2 separate regions of the Rattus norvegicus genome follow, and region 1 is linked to region 2. Evidence: chromatin contacts called from public Hi-C data. All regions are on one chromosome and are shown on one strand. The core of a region is the stretch at or near the end of the contact, and the rest is flanking DNA. Distances in the headings are between cores, read along the strand shown. Region 1 overlaps Stxbp5l (syntaxin binding protein 5L). Region 2 holds the start of Stxbp5l (syntaxin binding protein 5L).

The links. Hi-C and Micro-C count contacts between places; a contact is called where the count stands out from the background.
Region 1: a Hi-C map of liver shows a contact between it and region 2, with 5 times the contacts expected there. The contact joins the enhancer-like site here to the promoter of Stxbp5l in region 2.

Annotation. Positions count from the first base shown.
Region 1 is chr11:76,932,845-76,937,640 of GRCr8, reverse strand. All of the region lies in intron 4 of Stxbp5l (syntaxin binding protein 5L), which reads right to left. Among named protein-coding and RNA genes, the nearest start is that of Stxbp5l, 95 kb to the right of the region's middle. Within about 2 kb of position 1,425, at least 1 of the 93 cell types and tissues checked has an H3K27ac peak or open chromatin away from gene starts, as enhancers often do. A contact at or near this core is called in liver, where this site is marked.
Region 2 is chr11:76,837,892-76,842,671 of GRCr8, reverse strand. Stxbp5l (syntaxin binding protein 5L) reads right to left here and starts at 2,570. Exons shown (of 27, transcript NM_001271250.1): 1 at 2,383-2,570. The coding sequence starts at 2,568.

The DNA.
Region 1 (4,796 bases), core at 176-2,675, 96 kb before region 2:
AGGTACATAATGTTCATAAATTTCAAAGTTATTGGAAAAATAGTAGTCATCTGTACTTTGTTCAAATGCTTGGCATTTATGTATTAGGGGGAAAACTGCTAAGGTCGGAGAATCGCTCTATTCTCTCTCTCTCTCTCTCTCTCTCTCTCTCTCTCTCTCTCTCTCTCTCTCTCTTTCTCTCTCTCTCTTAATGTGGAGGTCAGAGGACAATATCAAGTATTGGTCTACACTTCCTACCTTGTGTGAGGCAGAGTTTCTCTTACTTGCCATAGTGCTGCATACTTCAGTCTAGCTATCCTTCTGCCTTTTCTCTACTTCCCGTCTTAATGTAGGAGTGCTCAATGTAGACATGTGCCATGGTATCAAGACCTCCTTGAGTTTCACTGTTCTATTCTCATCTTCATTATGAGCTTTCTGACTAGCTCTGAGACATGTTCAATATCTAGAGTCATCAGGACTACTATATATGACATATGAAATTAAACGGCTCACCTATTAACATTAGTCTCTCTAATTTGAATTCATTGTGCTCTTGAGACTTTTTTAAAATGTATGAATGCTCTGTCTGTATATACATCTGCAGGCCAGAAGAGGGCATCAGATCCCTTTCTAGATAATCAGGAGCTACCACGTGGTTGTTGGGAATTGAATTCTGGACCTCTGGAAGAGCAGCCAGTGCTCTTAACTACTGAACCATCTCGGAAGCCCTTTCTAGATGCTCTTAAAAAGGCAATAAGTTCATAGATAATCACTTGCATGTTCTGCACCAAATATTTCCTAGAGTTGCCTTGGAAGATTATCTAGTACACTATCATAAAAGCTGAACAAAATTTTGACAGACAAATAGATACCCTTTTTAAAAAACTGAATGGTAAGTTCACACAATTCCATCGTATATCACACGTAAGAGTGACGCTTACAAGCACGATGGTGCATAAGAGTCAACAGTGAACAGCCAGGGGCTCCTGTACATAGTCTCAGCCTGCCATACTGAATGTTTCAATATCCTACCTCTCTGAACCAAATGTTATCTGCCCTGTGGAAAGCATGAGGCATATCACATTCAAAACACTATAAATTTGCTATGACATAAGAAACAGCAAAGTAAATTGGTTTTTCTAATTAATGAGTAACTTGCATGATACTGGGAATCTTTAATTAAGAATTGAAGTCTAGAATAGCTGTCTCCAAGGAATAGTTACTAATATTACACAGGAAATAACTTGATGGTCATGTTTCTAGGCAATGAACAATCAATTTTCTATTTAATCTTCAATATAAATAGGAACTCATTTTAGAGAAGGTATACAATCACCATACCTGAATCACAGGGAGACAGAGAAAACAATCTAAGGGCTTCCAACAGGACATGAGGAAACTTCAATATGACGTAGTGATCTCAACCTCAGTTAATAAGTAAAATCTGAGAACTGCCAGGTTTAGTGATGAAACCTGAGGCAGGAGATGGCATGCTAATGTAAACAAACCTTAGAGCAGAAAGAAAACAGGAAGAAAAACCTAACAGAACCAGAACTAGCTTGTGAACTAACTCTTTAATGATGGTTAGTAAAGAGAAACTAATGAGAGTCCCACAGGACTAGAATAACCATTTAAGATTCCCAAACTTTCTCTGAATAGATCAGTGTGACTTACTGACATGAGCCAAGGGTATTATTATACTTGTTCTGTGTACCTGATAATCATAATAATTAATTGGTAACTTCATAAAGCTTAATTTTTATTTCATTAAGTCCTCATTTGCAACTTGAAAGACTACCACAATCTGATACATAAGTAATGTTAAGGTGTTAGATGTTGGTTTCCTATTCATTTTGAATATCACAAAAACATTTAAGACATCTCTAGCTTTCCATACACTCATCTATTACACCTTCACTGAATGAGTCTTTATAAATCTTGTGTTATAACACACATAGCATCCTTATCATCTGATACATATGTGACGAGAGACATAAACAAGTTGACAAGAAAGGAAACTAAAATGAAGCTGTGTTAAATGTTTATAAAAATTAAAGAAATGAAAGTTCCATTTGAATAAGACTACTAAAGGTCAATATGTAAAGAAGTAATTTTAAAATTTAAATAATGTACATACTGTCAATGTACATTACAATGTACATTTCTGATCCTCCCTTAGGATTCAATGTAGAATTTCCGTAATTTATGTGATATTGACAATATGGATATGGTTTTAATGCTATGTCCTTTTAAGATTGGTGTATTTATTCTTTGTATTTTTCAGCACTTTTATCTCCCTTAACTGCTTCAAACTCTGCTTCATAGTATACCATGTCTTATTTTTACAACTATTTGCATGATAGAAACTTTTATGATTTTTCTGATTGTTAGATTTTTTAATAGTGCTGAGCAATGAACACACTTTAAGTAAGTACCCTACTACTGAGCTGTGTTCTCTGCCCCTGATGTTATTAACCACAGATGAAGCACCTGCCCTGAATGTTAAGCTGTCCTATACATGGAGGGGTCTGGACAAAATAAAAGGGGAGAAGAAAAAGTCTGTTTTCTCAGGCATGTACTCTCTGTTTCACAGCTTCTAAGATGAATTATTTTGCCTTTCTACATTGTTGTGCCACAATGTACTGCCTCACCTCATTGCAAACAGTCAGATGGTCCTGGGAGGAAACATCTGAAACCATGAGCCCAAATCTATATTTACTACTTTGCTCCCTGAGGTAATTGTGTGTTACAAAATGGCTATTGCACAAATAGTACACTTCTGGTATTTTATTGATCTATAACAAAATAAACATAACTAAAATACAAGTCCAACTCTGTGAACTGAACCTGTATAGCCAGCATTTTTAGGTAGAACAATCTGTCTAAATCCTTTAGAATGTTAGTATTAATTTAATATAAAAACAAAAGCATTTCAAGCCAAATGCTTTTGTAGAAAGCTACTGTAGAAAAATCACAACCCCAGACCTTGCCTACAGACTTCTGTTTAAGAAACATTGCCATAGGCTGCCAACTCTGTCCATATCTAGTCAATACAGTAATTGAAGTTCTAGCTAGAACATTTAGAAAACAAAAGGAGGTCAAGGGGAAACAAATTAGAAAGGAAGAAGTCAAGGTATCACTATTTGTGGATGATATGATAATATACATAAGCGACCCCCCAAATTCCTGCAGTTCAAAGAACTCCTACAGTTGATAAATAACTTCAGCAAAGTGTCTGTATATAAAATTAACTCAAATAGATCAGTAGCCTTCCTTTATACAAATTATAAATGGGCTAAGAAAGAAATTAGGAAAACAACACCCTTAACAATAGCCACAAATACTATAAAATATTAGTGTAACTCTAGCAAAGCAAGTGAAAGATCAATATGAAAAGAACCTCAAGTCCCTGAAGAAAGAAATCAACAATTTCTTCTTCTGAAGACACAGCTATACCACTCCAACATACCCAAAACTCTCAGCAATAAAAACTTCTGCAGGGATGACCATCCCTGACCTCAAGCTGTACTACAGAGCAATAATGATAAAAACTGCAAGACTCAGAAATAAACCCACACACATATGGACACTTGATCTTTGACAAAAGAAGCCAAAACCATATAGTTGAAAAAAGAAAGCATCTTCAACAAATGGTGCTGGTCTAACTGGAAGCCTGTATGTAGAAGAATGCAAATTGATACATACTTATCATCTTACATAAAGTTCAAGTCCAAGTAGATCAAAAACCTCAATACAAAACCAGATACACTGAAAAAAATGGGTTATAGGGCTAAACAAAGCATTCTCAACACAGATATCTCAAATGGCCGAGATGTGATTGAAGAATTGTTCAACATCTTTAGTAATCAGGGAAATGCAAATTAAAATGCCCTGAGAATCCACCTACACCAATCAGAATGGCTAAGATCAAAAACTCAATCTACAGCACATGTTGCTGAGGATGTGGAGAAAGGGGAACACTCCTGTTGCTGTGGGATTGCAAATTGTTACAACCATTCTGGAAATCAATCTAGCAGTTCCACAGAAAATTGGAAATAGTTCTGCCTAAAGACCCAGCTGTAGTGCTCCTGGGCACATACCCAAAAGGTGCTCCACCATACCACAGGAAAACGAGCTCCACTATGCTCATAATAGCCTTATTTGTAATAGGCAGAAACTGGAAGCAACCCGGATGTCCTTCAACTGAAGAATGGATACAGAAAATGTGGTCCATTTACAAAATGGAATACTATTCAGCTATTTAAAACGAGGACATCATGAATTTTGCAGGCAAATGGTTGGAACTAGAAAATAATATCCTGAGTGAGGTAACCCAGACATGCATGGTATGTGCTCACTGATAAATGGATAGTCTCCAAAAATACAGGATATTCATAAACCGTAAGAAGTTTAACAAGAAGCAAGGTCCGAGTGAGGATGCTTCAATACCACTTAGAAGGGGGAAGGGAAACTTCTAGAAAGTCCCAGACACCAGGTATCTTAGTCAGGGTTTCTATTCCTGCACACAACATCCTGACCAAGAAGCAAGTTGGGGAGAAAAGGGTTTATTCAGCTTACACTTCCACACTGCTGTTCATCACCAAAGGAAGTCAGGACTGGAACTCAAGCAGGTCAGGAAGCAGGAGCTGATGCAGAGGCCGTGGGGAGATATTACTTACTGGCTTGCTTCCCCTGGCTTGCTCAGCTTGCTCTCTTATAGAACCCAGGACCAGCAGCCTAGGGATGGCACCACCCACAATGGGCTGATGCAGAGGCCGTGGGGAGATATTACTTACTGGCTTGCTTCCCCTGGCTTG
Region 2 (4,780 bases), core at 1,321-3,820:
ATTACAACAAGATGAAGTATAATAAGGTAAAATGAGAAGTGAGGAGATCTGAATGCATTTTCAAGATACAAACCTAGAAAATAGGATGCAATGAGCAAGAACCGGGGATGGGAAATGGCATAAAACTCAGAACTGCGAGGCAAACAGGACCTGAGTGTTCAGATAGGAGAGGGAGGCTGGGTGGAGAACAGGATCTGGATTCACACTTCAGTTTTAGCCACAATGAAGAGATAAGTGCCCAGAAGGGGCCGACCTCTAACCATTCACAATAGAATCTTCTTTGCACATTTCCTCAGCGAGCCTGAACGAAGTCCTCAAAACAGCTCTAATTCTGCATTTCACTTAGTCCGTTTTATACATCCATTATGGACTACGCTACCTATAATATAGTTACATAATCACTTTTCAAATTAGCTCTAGTCCTAGTCAAATATACTACTGTGATTTCCATATTTGGCGTGACTTCGGTACTATTACTGCATAGTTAATATGGCTGTCTAGCTTCATCTTTTCTTTGAAACTTATTACCCTAAATACAAAATATGTTATAATGGCTATATTTGTGCTACAACAAACAAGGTATTTTTTTTTCAACCGGAACAATATAAATACTTTATCACCCCTTTCAACCTGTGTACTCTCTTCACCCCTATTGTCTTCTCAGATCCTAATAAGTTTTCTTTCATATAAGGAAAACAAAAATATTTATTCCCACACTACAGAGGCAGGAATCAAGGTTCCAGGAAGAAAAACACTATCTTGCCCATGATAGTATGGCTGGCAAAATCTGATTCCTGGGCCAGTGTTCTCTTCACCATGCCGTCTGTATTTGCCATAGACCATACTTAACTTCTGCCACTTGTCATGACCACTCCTTTCTTGACAAACTTGGAGGTAGGTGACCGTGTGCTGCCCTTTATTCCCTGCATTGACACATACCTCCGAGTTTATTTTATTTAACATTTTCTCTCCTAGCTTAACAGCCTCAGCTGTCCAACATCCATCTTGTTCTACAGTCTACCTGCTCTATACTAATTTTATCTCAAGCAAAATTCTTACGTATCACTCTCACATGCATTAGCTGAGGGCATTAGAATTTTTTTTTCAGAACGTGGGAAAGGAAATAGGAAAAAAAAGGGGGAGGATCAAGATATGACTTTCCTGTACAGCAATTCAAATTTGGTTTCCAGGGCTCTTTCACATATGTGTGTCAGGACCGCTATTAAGTTCTTCCATAACTGATATAATATCTATCACTTCATAGCATATTCAAATTTCACACAATTGATTAAGCCTATTTATTAATTCTAAATAAACTTGGGCCTTAAGTAAACCAATAGCTATAGATGTGATGTTTTTATAATAAACTTTCTAGGAAGAGCTGAGATTACTGTAACTTAACCTGATCTTTCTCTTGATGTATCCTTAGGATGTATTCAGTCACATTTATAAAACTATATTCACTTGTATCATTCGAAAATGACTTAAAGGGGTTTTTTTTCTCATGTAAGTCATGTTAAAATTACACTGAAAGGCAACACTCAAAAAGAGCAATAAAGAAAATATACCATCTCATAAAGCAATACTATAATATCTTTATGTAGGAATGTTACATTTTTTATTATTTCTCATTTTCTTTCTCGGCTTGTTTATTAGAAACTCAAAATCAAAGTACAATAGCCTAAAATATTTTCCCTCTGAATCAGAACACTAGTTATTTTGTTTGTTTGAGGTTTTGTTTTTTGTTTTGTTTTTGTTTTTGTTTTGTTTTTGTTTTGTTTTTTGAGTATCCTGAGTTCTCACAAGCATTGAGCCCACAGGATTTGCTTATCAAGGGTCTAGGATCCCTTTTTTTAATATCTAGAATTGAGAATACTGTCATTGGACACATTAATCTATTATCTATTTAATCCTAGCAACATGTTGAGAGGCTTTATTCATTTTACACAGGACAGAGAAAAAGAATAACAGTTTCTCAGGGTGAAAACCCAGAAGGCTAAATGATTGTCATTACTACTTATACACAGATATATTTTGTCTACTTATTGGGTTTTGACGTCTTGGAAATACTACTTTGTGTGTGTGTGTGTGTGTGTGTGTGTGTGTGTGTGTGTGTGTGTGTGTGTGTGTTTTCCTTCCTTTAAACTACCATTGTTGCTTAAAAACTGATGCCAAAGTTGATGTCTAAAGTGTTTTTTATTCACAAATTGACCTAGTACTAGGCTCTTGGATACTGGCGTCTCATCAATTTCCAGCCCTGAATATATGCACGTGTGTGTGTGTGTGTGTGTGTGTGTGTGTGTGTGTGTGTGTGTGTGTGTGTGTTTCCTCATAACAGTAAAGTAGAAACAGAGCAGGCCCTAAAGCCAATTCAAAACTTACCTTGCAAATCTGGAAACACTCGGAGATGAGGCTTTCCTGGATCCCCTCTCTCAGAACCCCTGCAGTCCCTCCAGGATGGACGGAGCCACTTCCAGCCCCACCACTATTACTGCCGCTGCTGCTACCACTGCCGGGGGAAGAGGCAGTTAAGCCATCCAAAACTTTTCGGAAATTAAACTTCTTCATTTTAAACACTGTCAAAAAATTAAAAGGAAAAGAGACGTGGTGACAAACATGGAATTTTACCGGGGCAAAAGCCTTCATCTTTTCTCTAGTCAAGGCAGGAGTAGCTAGTCTCCCATTTTATGAGCATGGGATGTAATCGAGGGGAGAGAGGGGCTCAAGCTTCATGTCCTCAGATTTTAACTTTAAAAGAGATATCTTTATAAAATAAAGGGGACACAACTCCAAAAGCAACAGTATTCCTTCCTCACACATCCAGATTTCAAGGGCTTTATCCCAGCTGTAGCCATGCTTTATCAGCACTGGGGTAAAAATAAAAGGCAGTGTCATCATCGTCATTAGCATTATATCATCATTATTATACAATCAAACCAGAGTCCAACAGACCAAGACCCTATGGACTCCTCTCAAGGGGGAGGGCTTTCCTTCTTAAGGGTCATCTCATAAATTTTTATCATCAGAAAAAGCAATGTTGTGGGGGAACCAGTATTTACTCTGCCACCATGTTTGGGGCTCCCCACACACACACTCCTATCATCTTCAAAGCTCCCTCTTTCTCGATAGAGACTAGGGGATAGGAAAAAAAATATGGCTTTTTCCATCCCGTATTCCCAAAAAACCTAGACCCCAAAACATCTGTGGTGACTCACGGCCACAGCCGACGGGAGGGGCGAGCAGGGACCGCCTGCCTCCACCTGTCCCCGGCTCCTCTCTTCGTCCCCTCTCCCGCCTCTGGTCTCCCGTGTCCCCTCCCCGCCCGGCTCCCCCTCTGCACAGCAGAGGCTCTTCGGGGGATGTGAGGCGGCGGTGACGCCTGCGGCCCGAGTCCCGCCTCAGCCTGCGGGGCGCGCAGAGCTGGCTCTCTCGCTCCCTCCGGGGCGAGCAGGGCGCCGGGGCTACCACCGCGGGCTAGCCGGGCAAGCCACACGCACCTCAGACAGCTGCGCGGGCGCGCTCTCCCTCTTCCACAGGCACACACACACACACACACACACACACACACACACACACACACACACACAAGCGTGCGCACAGGTGTGAGGGCAAGACGCGATGGGACGGCACGGGTGTCCCTGGAGACCCCAGACTTAGCACCTTCCTCAGACGCCACTAGCCGCCGGCCGGCCGGTGAGGCGGAGGGCGCGGAGGCTGCAGGCTCGCTGGCGGGCGAAGGTCCAGCCCGGATCCGGCCGCTTCTCGGGTCCCTCTGGTGCTGGTGCCTGGCGCTCTCCGAGGTCCTAACCGGGAGGGCGGGTCTGTCTTAGGCTCCGCCTCCGCCGTGGGAGGTAGGCCCCGCCCCAGACAGCCCGCACTCTCCTCCCTCCCAGACTCTCGCGCCTGGGGCGGGGCACTCTGGGCGCCAGGGGGCGGGACATCCTCTCGCCAATCACAAGCTCCACTGACCTGAGTCCTAAGGATTCCAGGCAGGAAAGAAGTTTGGGGATAGGTCAGAGGAAAAGCCAGTGACAGGAGGAGGGGATCATTTGGAAAAGTAGGTGATATATTTGATTGACAGGCATACTAGCCAGTATGCGGTGGCGCCGTGCTTTGGGGGCTGTAATTGGTGCTACCTGTTGAAGGACGCAAGTGTGAATCAATAGAATGCTTGCAAGCTTGAGAACTTGCGCTCTGGGAGTCCGAGGCTGGAGAAGGGTTACCTTGGGTCTTGCTCAGGACCTTATTGTGGACCGGGCTCTTTTTGCAGCCTTCCCCTGCTCTCCCTGAATTTATTTCTGCTCGCCAGGGCCAGGTGCATCTAATGGGCTCTCCTCTCTGCTATCTCGCTGCCCTGCTATCTCGCTGCCCTGCTATCTGCATTGAACGTAGATTTGTAAATAATCCCTACAAACTGTTAGCCCTCTCCACTAGGTCATCTATACCAAAATGAATTGGTTTTCGTTGGAATGCTTGCTTCCAAATCTTTCTTTTTTATTTTATTTTTCTTGAATATTTTATGTATATACATTTCAAATGCTATCCCCTTCCCCCCCCCCCTCTCCCATATGAGGATGCTCCCACTCTCACCAACCAACTCCCACCTCAATGCCCTGGCATTCCCCTACATTGGGGGAAAGAGCCTTCACAGGATCAAGGGCTTGGCTTTCCTCCTATTGATGCTGGATAATGCCATTCTCGGTTCATATGTGGCGGAGTTATGGGTCCCTCCATGATACTCATTGGTTGGTGGTTTAGTCCCTGGGAGCTCTGATGGGGT